2 separate regions of the Gossypium hirsutum genome follow, and region 1 is linked to region 2. A link is a contact called in public Hi-C data. All regions are on one chromosome and are shown on one strand. The core of a region is the stretch at or near the end of the contact, and the rest is flanking DNA. Distances in the headings are between cores, read along the strand shown. Region 1 holds the start of LOC107952705 (Golgi SNAP receptor complex member 1-2). Region 2 holds the start of LOC107952900 (40S ribosomal protein S13).

Region 1 (5,345 bases), core at 1,196-3,695, 260 kb before region 2:
ATGCTTCCATGGATGGCAGCTCGCTCTCTGAGTAATTGCATTCTCGGTGACATACTCCCAGATGCCTGCATTATGGCAAATAGGTAACTTTGGGAAACAACATGATATTAGCAATGGCACTGAAAAAATTAAGAGTTGAAATCATATGACTACCTTATACTCATTAATATCATCTCTGACAGAACTCAGAAGCTCCGCGTGTTCCCTCATTGAATTTATGTTTCCTTTGATTCTTCTAAACTCCTAACAAAGATATATCATTGCTTCAAAAAGATAGAAAACTAATCAACTAGTCCAAATAATAAACAGCCAAAAGCAGCAATAACTAGGGGCAATTCAATGGAACATGGATGCCATAATTTATAGAGCAATGAACCAAAGTGCAATAAAGACAATTGACAGTCCAAAAAGCAGATGAGTGAACACATTTGGAGCCTAGTTCGATCTATAATTGATGACAATGAAAGTGTAGTGGAGAATAATTCCATGGATCATGGGAACATAAATTTATAGTGAAATGAGCCAGGGTAGCAAATAAAGAACTTACAGCAACCCCAGGTTTGGATCATACAGAAATGTAAATCTGTTGGGGAGAAATATATGATTTTTCAAAAATTGAGAATGAATTAGAGATTAGGTCAGTCTGTTAAGCTACCACCAACAGCCACTCTTCTTCCACTTCTCTCATGGTTCAAGAAAAGAGGAGATTAGGGCACTTGCAACTGTAAACTTGAACATAAAGGAAAATCACATGCTACCCCTGCAGAAACTTTTCATGTAAATGGGAAGGATTTTATACATCCCCAATTGTCTATGGAAATTACTTTTCCCAAGTACACAAGTAGAGAACAGAGCAAATACACAACAAAAGATATAATGTAAAAAGTTCAAATTCTAAAACTGCTAGGGAACTATATGAAGTTGCCGGAACGAGTCCATCAATTATCAACAAAAAAAAAAACCATGGACCAAAAATCTTTTGAGAACTTGACTCATATAGCATTTTGCAAAAATGAAAAGCAACAATAAAACAATAGTATAATTATACTCATGTTGCCATAAACAAATTTACACAGAATGCTAACTTGCTGCTTGTACTGTATTTCTTATCCCACTGAACTGATTGTCAGGCATGTAACAATCATGAACCATGAACTAATTACAATTAATAAATAGAATAACTGAATTATATTTTATTTCAAATAGAGGTACAGATATCCCAGTAAGAATTGCCAAAACAACCAATCAAACATGTTTATAAGCATGCCTTGATGGTGTCATGATTTGGTATATTATCAGTTTGAACCATGGCTCACAAACATAATGGTGACAATGACTTAGAGGTTGGAAGAGAGTTTTTCCAATTGCAGTGGTAAAAGAATACAAAAACAACAGCAATAATTAGAAGTTGCAAGACTATACACTACACATAATTTAATATCTAGCAGTGATGTAGGACAAAATATCAGGAAATGTTAATATTTCATTGAAGCTTATAGCACCCGGTAATTAAACATGGAAACCTGAGTTCTAATAACAAGTCTAGATAAAAATTACAGAGTAGACAACAAATAAACCTGAGTAAACTCATGTAGTATGTCTCTATGCCTTGCAAGCTTCTGGGTTACTGAAGTAGTTGAAGCAGCAGACGCAGCACATCTGCTCATGGCATCATTTATGTCCAGCAGTTTCTCGAGCAATGACTGAATTTCCATTTCCATAGACTTCCATGATCTACTTGACCCAACGGTTGGCGACCCAGTATCTAGATAAGCTCAATGTGAATACATATATCATCACAAAGGGGAAAAATGAATCTAACCAGATTTCAAAGGCGATTTAAATACAAGGAATAAAATATATGCTCTTTGGTATTAAAGATCCAATCTATTCAGCCATTGGAGTTTGTTCAGTTTTTTTAACAGATTTATTCATAATTACTGTAATCTACCAAAAGAAAATCAAAATGCAACCATATAACACAAAACAAGAAGCATTTGGAACAAAAATCTAGAGATAATAAAATGAAAAAGGAAGCAGTAAAAGAGCAAACCTCCTTGGGTGAACCTAGCACCGAGCTTAGCATAAGAAGAGAGTTTGACATCGAGATCACCCTCGATCTTTCGAGCCTCTCTCCTGAGTTCCTCCCAACCCGATTCTTGCAGATCCAGATTTGGATCCGTCATTTAGATCTTGGTGTTTGAAATTCGGATCCCTGGCTCTAGTTTCGTTTCTTATGTGGATCCAACGATGGAGATTGGTTGAGTTATTTCAGGTTAGTAACCCTCATCCAATTACAGAATTCAAAAATGCTGCTGAGTGTTGGAAGCTTACTTGCTTTCTTTATTTTCGATGATCGTTCAATTTTGATTTTCTGTTTCTCAGAGTTTCGATGATCCTCTCTTCTCTGGTTATTCGTGGTTTATTATTTTGCATCTGGACCCTTGAACCTAAGCATGGGCCCAAAAGAGAATCAAACTATGGTTCCATTCTACCAAAATAAACTCTCTTGAAGGCCCAATTACTCATCTATATCTATTAGTTTCTAATGTCAAATAAAATATTAAATATTAATTTTTTAAATTTATTAAATAATATATTTTATTTTATGAAATTAATATAAATTATATTATTCATTATGTTAGAAATGCGTGTGCAAACCACAAATTTGTATTTAAAAATAACATAAAATAAAGGAAGCACATGGCTTAAAAGTAATTACTAATAATTACACATTCAATATATATGATATTAAAATTTAAAAATAGATTTAATTGTTTATCATTGTGTTATTATTAATCTTGAGCCAGTGTTGAGTTAACTTGTGACACTAACTCAATTAAATACATTATTAAAATATACAATTGACAGAAGTAATAAAGTGTGCATAATTAAAATTAAAATGTACAAAGGTATTAAGATAAAGCTTTGGCTAAGTGGTAATTAAAAATTTTACTCATACAATTGACTTAGGTTCAAATCTCAATAAATGCATTATTTTAGTTTTTTTTTAAATGAAAAAGACTAAAGGACTCTCAAATAATATAACTTATTTTCATTATGTAAAAGTATTTACATAATTTAACAATTGAGTTGTCTCAGTTAAATGTGACACCAACTCAATAAAACACTTAAATAATAATATAGATTAATAGTTTCTGTAATTAAAATATTATAAAAAGAATCTCATATAAAACTCAATTATTAATCTTATAAATGGCAAAGAAAATCTCTCTCTATATATAGATAATTGCACCATTCATCTCAAACTATAACTTTATTTTAAATTAGTCCCTAAATTTTAAAAAACTCTAATTACATTTTGAACTATTAAAGTTATATCAATAAGGTTCTTCCATTTCTAAAACCATTAATTTAATCGTTAATGAGATGTCAAATCTTATGTGGCATAGTTTAAAATGAAAAGTTTAAAAAAAATGAATATTGTAAAAAGGGATGTCGTAAGAATATTGATTTTGAGGTTTTCGAAGCTTTTACAAAAGTTTTATCACCTGCTGTTTCTTTTTTCAATTTACTTTATTTTTAGTTTTTACTTTTAAAATTTATGTGGTAACATTTTTCTTTCTTTAAATTTTTCATTTTAAATTATGTCACGTAACATTTGACATGTAATTTAACTATTGAATTAATGGTTTCAATAATTAAAGGACATGATTGATATAATATCAATAGTTTAGGGATGTAATTACAATATTTTTAAGTTTAGGGGTCAATTTAGAATGAGGGTCATAGTTTGGGGATGTCTAGTGCACTTTTCTCTCTCTCTCTCTCTCTCTATATTATCAATATAATTGTATTTGTCATGCATGTAAATTTTTGAATCGATTTGATATATGTACCATATCGATCTAAAAGAGTACATAGATTAATATATTTTTAACGATTGAAAGTAAAAATATCTATGTTAACATATATATATAACGAATGAACAAGCCATTTGTTTCTTATTTTTTGTTTTGCTCAACGACGGTGCCAGCCTCCGGATTGGCTATCGCCCGCTATTTTTCCCCTCCCACCAATTCTTTCTTTCTTTATTTTTCTCGTTCACTCCACATGTATTCTCTCTTTTTCAGTTTGCAAATCTATTTTGTGTGTATCTTTATTGTCTTCACAAGTTATGATGGATAGATGACAATGCTTGTCGTTCGCTAAAACTCCACCGGCCACCAATAGTTTTTTTACAAAGTGGGTGGCTCTTCGTCAGTTTCTTAATTTGGTTCTGTTTTGAGAATATTTCAGAATAATAAATGATTTCACGAGTCGATTTAGACTTGTGTTGTCTTAAGTTTTATATGTTTTTTTTTGTTTGCTTTTCCATTATTTAATAAGTCTTCAGTTTTAGAAATTTTTGTCTGCTCTTATAGCACGATTTTTAGTCTTGCTTATGCATGTAATCTTAGTTTTACAAGTGATTTTTAGGATGGTTTTGTTGTTGTCCTCTATACTTTGGTAATACTCGATTCTTTTGTCGATTTTTGCTCACTGCTTTGGACCATTCGAGGCTGATTTCGTTATCGTGTTAAGTGCTTGCAATCACTCCAGATATGTCATGCTTGAGTTGTGGCAAAACCAATTGTCAATGTGTCAAAATGTTCTATGTTGATAGAGTTTGTTATTCCTCATCTACGACGAGTGTTTGTTATTTTTTTCCTTAAATTGTATGATTCCATTCATTGAATGAATTAATAAATTTACCTTTCAATATACATATATCGCGAATTAAAGTTTATATATATACACTAAATTGTGGCGCACTCATGACATGTGTGAAAAAGGTACATAAAAATATATAAAATTCAAATGAGGCTCTAGTTAGAGCTATAAATTTTAGTTTTTAAGTTCAATTCTTGCTATGTATAAGCATTTTATAGATTTTATATAAAAAATATATAAATTAATATTTTATTATTTTGTAAAAGAATAGTTTTCAATCATGCTTCGATTGAGTTAGTATCCAGTGAACTTGAGCTCCAATTATGGTGTTGTTTGATAAACTAAAAAGACTTAAGTGTTAAAAATTAAGTATGAAAAAGTAAATACAAATTTAAGTTATAAAATTTATTTGGTATATTTCTTAAAATTAAATACGGAAAAATTAGACTTTTTTATTGTAATTTTTATAATTTTAAATGTGAAGTATTAGCTGGGCAAAAAATAACGAATTATCTCTGTGAAAATACTGATCATGGAAATTCCATCTTAGAGGAGATGATTCCCAAGAAGGTTAGATTTAGAGACAAAGAGGAAGAGACGAGCAATGACATGGTGATCGAGTTGTCCTCTGATCTGCCTACTTCTTGGAAAGAAAGGCTGGTCGGCCATTC
Region 2 (6,075 bases), core at 136-2,635:
CATCATCGAGTCATACATACATCACAAGAGGAAGCAAACCAGGGATACAAAATACTTACTATTTCCACACGGGTGGGAGCTTCTTTGTTTTCTTGTAATAGCGGGCAAGACGATGGATTCTGCTCTCGACCAAGATCAACCTGAATTTGGAATCCTTGTCTTTCCTGTTCCTCTCAAGATGCTTTCTGATGGCAACGGCTTTCTTGATCAAGTGGTACAGATCCTCGGGGATTTCAGGAGCAAGTCCTGACAGGAGCAATTATGAGCTGAATGTTTTCTTCAAATGAATTAAAAACATAAGAAAACGAAACACAGCACAATGTTGAAGAAAGATGTACCGTGGGCTTTCAGTATCCGCAAAATCTTGCTGCCTGTAACACTCTTCACCTGAGCAATCCCGTGAGAATCACGGAGAATGACACCAATTTGTGATGGGGTCAAACCTTTCTTTGCAAACTTACAAATGTTCTCCTCCACCTGAATGATGAAATCAAGGTTAAAAATGAATATTGCCAAACAATGGTACAAACATTTCATAAAGACAGAATGAGTTAAGGTAAGGGTTTTCCGAACCCTGATTGATGAGAGTTAAATCAGAATAAATGCATTTGGAACATTATATGAGGATAAAAGAACATAAGAAATAGTATTGCAAAAATAATGGAACTTCCATTAATCAAACATTTGGTTCTTCTCTACTAGTATTCTAATGAAACAAGTCTTGGAGACTCAACTATTCACATACAGGATTGAAAGAGCAAATTCACTGAAAATAATGACACACAATTTAAAAAAAGTCGAATTTTTCTTTCAAAATAGAAAAAAACAAAAGGTTGGTATCATCCATTGAATAATTTGCAGAGCAAATAAAAATGAAGTGAAGACTCAAAATAAAAAGCGACTCACATCTTGAGAAGAGATCTTCAACCAACTTGGTGGAGTCCTCTTGTAGGGCAGAGCAGATGCGGAAATACCCTTACTGCAAATCAAGTTAAAATGAACGGTGAAGTAGGCAGCTAGAATCGATTTAAGACTAGATAGTATTGTAGGATTGATTTCAGCGTGTAAGAGCAAAATACCAACCCTCGGCTGTGCATACGACCCATGGTTGCGGAGTTCCGAGCTCGATTGCTTGGCTGGCTGGCTGGCTGGCTCACTTCACCTCTCTGCAAAGAAACCCTAGAATATAAAAAATGAAGGCTCGGTGAGGGTAGGGTTTTTAATCCTTCGCTAGAATATATTGGGCCTGGATTTATTACAAGTTGGGCCCAGCCCTCGAATGTTAACAAGCATGATTCATTTCTTTGTCATCAGAGATGATCCAATCCTGACCGCAAAGCTGGAAAAATATAACAAAGATTTTGGAAGCGCCAGCCATGGCAGCGAATCTAAACAGAGCCCGAGTTTAGGAAGTATAAATATCTGAGAAGTTAAAAATTCTCACTAAACTTATCCAGAATATAAGAAAAAAAATCCCTCATTTGCTTTCTTAAACAATCATTATCTTAAACATTAAACTTTCCTCGGAACTTTTATGCATGAGAATTTTTCCAAACTCCTTGTGTTACAGGGTAAAACTAAAAATGGGCAAATGAAGTAATAAGCGTTTAGTATGCAGGGTATTAATGTAACGGTCATTTCCTTACTTCGTATGGGGGAGTTGGTTATTGAATTGGTTGGGTATTCAGTTTTCATTCTCTCTCTCTCTCGATTCTCTTCTCCTTTTTTTGTTTTCTGTACTATTTCTCTTGCGGTTTTCAACTTGCAGCACCTTGGGTTTTACTTTTGCTAGAAAGCGTAACCAGGAAGAAAAATCTAGTTTTCCAATCATCGATACCAGAAATCTACAAGAAGTAAATTAATATTGCAAAGTGAAATGTTACATTGGATTTCCGAAAATATAAAACATAATGTAGTTATATAAAAATCAAAATTAAACTTGTCAGTCCCCCATCACCATTTTCACAACAAAGGCTGCTTTCCCCGATATTCTCTCTCTCACTCTATTGCTATTTCTACACGAAGCTGCCTGATAAACAGTTAGAAGGCGAAACCGGCCTCACAGTAATGTACCTGTTAGAATACAAGGCAAGTGGAACTATGCTGCACAAGACTTCCGTATTGATAATTGGTAAGAAAATTCTCCAAATTGTTTGGCACGGAGGAGGTTTTTATTGTTCCTATTATATCAACCTTTTAGAACTCCTGCGAATCAAAATCAGGCTTTGATGGATATTCAAGGCCCAGCAGCGCTGGCATCCGTCGTAAATCCTCATCCGAATAAGCTGGAATAAACCAGTATCGCTTGTCTGTACCAAACACCTGTATTCGGACAAACACCAAAGCTTGAGTAAACTGATGACATAGAACTTGCCAGAATGGCCAGCTATAAGAGTAAAAATCCTATCAAGTAAACTTCAGCATGGATATTCAAAATCTGGGATCACAATGAGAAGAGTCGAACTACCATGAGGACATTTAAACAAAAGCAAAACATTTCAAGAACAAATTCTGGACAACCCAAGTGACCATTATATGAATGCTTCTTTTATGCAAGAAATACATGTAAAGAAACAAGGAAACAGCCATGTTGCAATAATGGTTAACCTGTTCAAAATTTTTCTTCCGACCAAGGTCATAACGCCATTTTGGAGTGGTTTTCTTCTCATAGGCCTGCTCAAAAGACAAGCATGGATTTTGTCAGTAAATTTGAGTCCATTTATACTGCGCCCTGGGCAATATAACACATAACCTGGCCAAAAAATGGCCCTAAACTCTATTAAATATTAATCTGTTGGGTATTATGGTGTTGGAGTTTGTTGGAAAATTAATTATTTCTTTTCCTTCCTCCTCAGGGCAGGGGAGGAGCTAAAAGGTTCGCACACATGAAATTGAGCATAGCTTGATATAATGACATGGTATTAAAAAAACAATAAAGATTAATGTTTGGAAACACCAATCATTATGATATGGTACTAATACTTGAGATGAAGCCAAATACCTCAATAGTAGTCGTATTAGCGGCCACCAAAGATATGTGCATGATCAAAAAGCCCAAGACACTTAATGCAAATGCCAGATTCAAAACTGCCACAGCAGAACATAGTCATACATTTGTACATACTGCATAGTCACTAAAGTAAAATAGATCAGAAGAACAGACCAAGAAGTCCATACCAAAGGAAAGGAAAGTGGTAGCCAAGGTTCCAGGGGTTCCTGGAATTTCTACATCACTAAAGAATGCTATGAAATGAGGCAATAAGGCCAAAGTCACAAGACTAGTTTCGAGGAATGTGTAAAACTGCATTGAGGTTTAAAATCATAGTCAAATAAATGCCAAGAAAATAGGATCATTGCTCCATCAACATCTCATAAATTGCAATCATAAATCATAACCAATATTACTATAACCAATGCAATGAGAAAACGAATGTCAGAGAGGAAAGAAAAACTCCACAACTCAAGTTATGCTTCCATAAGAAATTTGAAAATATTAACTTCTTGAAGCTAAGTATAAAGCAAGTAGGACCTACAGGGCATAAACTGCATGAGAAACTAGTTCGAAAATAAAGCAAACATACCAAGAAAAGAAGGAAATACTTGTAATTTAATGCACCAACACAATTGACAACCCACACGCAATGATGGTCCATCTTTAGCACACACCGCCCACCTGAAACAATGAAATTGATTTAGAACTGGTCGTTGATGATAACAATATTACTAGCACATAAAGTAAAAGAAATGGAGAAATTTAGCGAATGAAGAACGCACAAACAGAACAATGATGGCAGCGAGGTGGTTTCAGCTGGTTGCACTTGCGACAATATCGAATTCTTTGATTTGATGGGTTTGTCTGCAAACCATTGAACTCTGAACCATTCAATGGGTCAGCCTCCCCTCTCTCCTCATCTAAAGCTGGCCTCCAGTTAGCTGGTATGCTTCCCGGATCAGTCAAAACAACAGAAAAGTAACTCCATAACAGCATCACCAACTGCAGAATTACATAAAAGTTCCCATATCAGTTTTCACCATACATTTAATAGTCCAGTATCTTTACATTCTTTTTGCAATTTGATTATATTAATCACTGTCCCAAAACCCAAGTTATTATTTTAGCATTGAAAGTTTGAAACTAAATATAAAAAAGGTCAAAGATGGAGCCTTGCATTTTTACAATATTTCAGATTTGTTCTTTCTTTTCTCTAATATATAACAAACAGCAATAAATTTGGAAAAGTTTACGGATTCACAACTCTAGGATAAAAAAGGAAGAAATTTAAGATCCAGAATGATCATCTAACTAATGAGTAAGCAGAACAACACGAAATTCAAGCTTAAACAAAGAAAAAAGGATCCCTTTACTTAGTTGAATTTCATTTCATAGCAGCTGGTTTAAACAGAAATAGCAAAATGTCAAGCTATTTAAACAGAGTTACAATTCAGAAACCTAACAGAAGACCTAATAAAGAACCCAGTAAACCAATTGAGGTTAATTTCGATGACTTACCAAACAATGAAATAAGATCAAGACGACAACAGCAGTAAGGGAATCAAGGCCACCATCGTACAAAGCAGGGCCAAAATTGGTCAAAACGACAGAGTAGTATGAGACACCCACGACCCCTAAAACCAACAGGATCATGATCGATCCCAGACCCCTCAGAGCTGTACAAAACTTGAAGACGTTCCAGGCCATCGTTGCTCCAGATCTATGCATAATACCCAGGTAAGAAAACTACACACAGAAAAGAAAAAGGAAACAAAAAGTTTAATCCTTTTCTTTTTTCTGACAGTGCTTGCAACCGCTTAAAACGTAGGAAGAATCACTAAACCTTAAGAATCTAATTAAGGTTGTGTGAATGACTTGGAGTCAAGATAATCTAAGATGTTCAAAGGAATGATAGTGAATCAATGAACGTAATAGGGGCTCTTTTTCTCTAGTAAGGTATATTGTGAAAGTGGGGTTGTGATTGTGAATTTAGGGTTTATAGGATTTGGGATTCCAGGCAAGGTGTGGAATACATGCTTGCTTGCTTGCTGGAAAGAAAACCAGTAGACCAGACGGAGAGGAAATATGATCGAAAACTATTTTTGGTTTAATTGAAAATAAAAAGGCTTAATGCTTTGTTTAGTCCCTTAACTACACTGCTTTTCTCACTTTTATCCTTAAAAGTATATTTTTTTTTAAATCATCATCATCTAACACGTGAAAAATAAGTGACTGGAACCTGCATCCCATTTTTTTTAATGTTGAAGGACTGAACCACTTAATAGAAGATAACTTTAGGTCCTGATCTAAGCAAAAATAAGCTTAAGAACCAAATTGAGAAAAGTAGCATAATTTAGGGGCTAAATCAAGCATTAAGCCAAAAAAGCAAATATACCAAACACAATTTATATAAAAGCTTAACAACTAGTAATAAACAAGACGTATAGGACTACAGTAGAGCCAGTTTTGTTTGTATTTTAAGCAAGACTGTGATTGGTGGCCAACGGCGCACCGCACCAGGTCAAATAAGAAGCTACTATATATTTTTATTGGTTTAATTCTGCTTCTAGTCAGCGGTGTTTCTAATCTTTGAAATTTAATATATTGTTTGGATTTGAGTCTAATTATATAAATATATCATATTTCGGTAACCGTTGTAATTAGTAGATGTCATTAAATTGGATGCAATTAGAGCACCTCAAACACACTTTTCAATCTGTAGGGGAGGGTAAGAATTGAAATAATTATACAAGTAATTTTACCCAAATCCAATTTTAAAAAATATTTTTTATACAAGTTATAAAGTTTATATTATAAGCATGAACACGTATGAGTGTTTGGAGTGATTATAAAAAAAGTTTTTATATTATAAATTGTAAAAAATTATATTATAAAATAATTTGTATATTTTATAAAGTTATAACAAAAAATTATGTTATTTAAATTCTAAAAAAAATTCTAAAGTTAAGGCCAAATTAGGAGTAGCAACAAAATCAAGATCAGTTCACGGTGCTCCGAAAAAGAGGTATACCAAGCTCGGCTCTAGAGTGTACCAGAGCATATATAATGAAAGCCAAAGAAGA

What was found. A called contact is a pair of places that touch in the nucleus more often than the background predicts.
Region 1: a contact with region 2 is called in a Hi-C map of leaf, with 4 times the contacts expected there. The contact joins the promoter of LOC107952705 here to the promoter of LOC107952900 in region 2. A contact is called at or near these places in 2 of 34 Hi-C or Micro-C datasets (both in leaf).

The regions. Positions count from the first base shown.
Region 1 is chrA07:35,581,073-35,586,417 of Gossypium_hirsutum_v2.1, reverse strand. It overlaps LOC107952705 (Golgi SNAP receptor complex member 1-2), which reads right to left and starts at 2,445. Exons shown (of 6, transcript XM_016887861.2): 1 at 2,054-2,445; 2 at 1,578-1,765; 3 at 154-243; 4 at 1-65. The coding sequence starts at 2,186.
Region 2 is chrA07:35,320,045-35,326,119 of Gossypium_hirsutum_v2.1, reverse strand. LOC107952900 (40S ribosomal protein S13) reads right to left here and starts at 1,385. Exons shown (of 5, transcript XM_016888103.2): 1 at 1,084-1,385; 2 at 907-979; 3 at 339-477; 4 at 60-246. The coding sequence starts at 1,106. LOC107952899 (probable protein S-acyltransferase 14) reads right to left here and starts at 5,438. Exons shown (of 7, transcript XM_016888100.2): 1 at 4,511-5,438; 2 at 3,775-3,994; 3 at 3,582-3,673; 4 at 3,178-3,301; 5 at 3,002-3,087; 6 at 2,608-2,673; 7 at 1,846-2,322. The coding sequence starts at 4,720. The coding sequence ends at 2,197.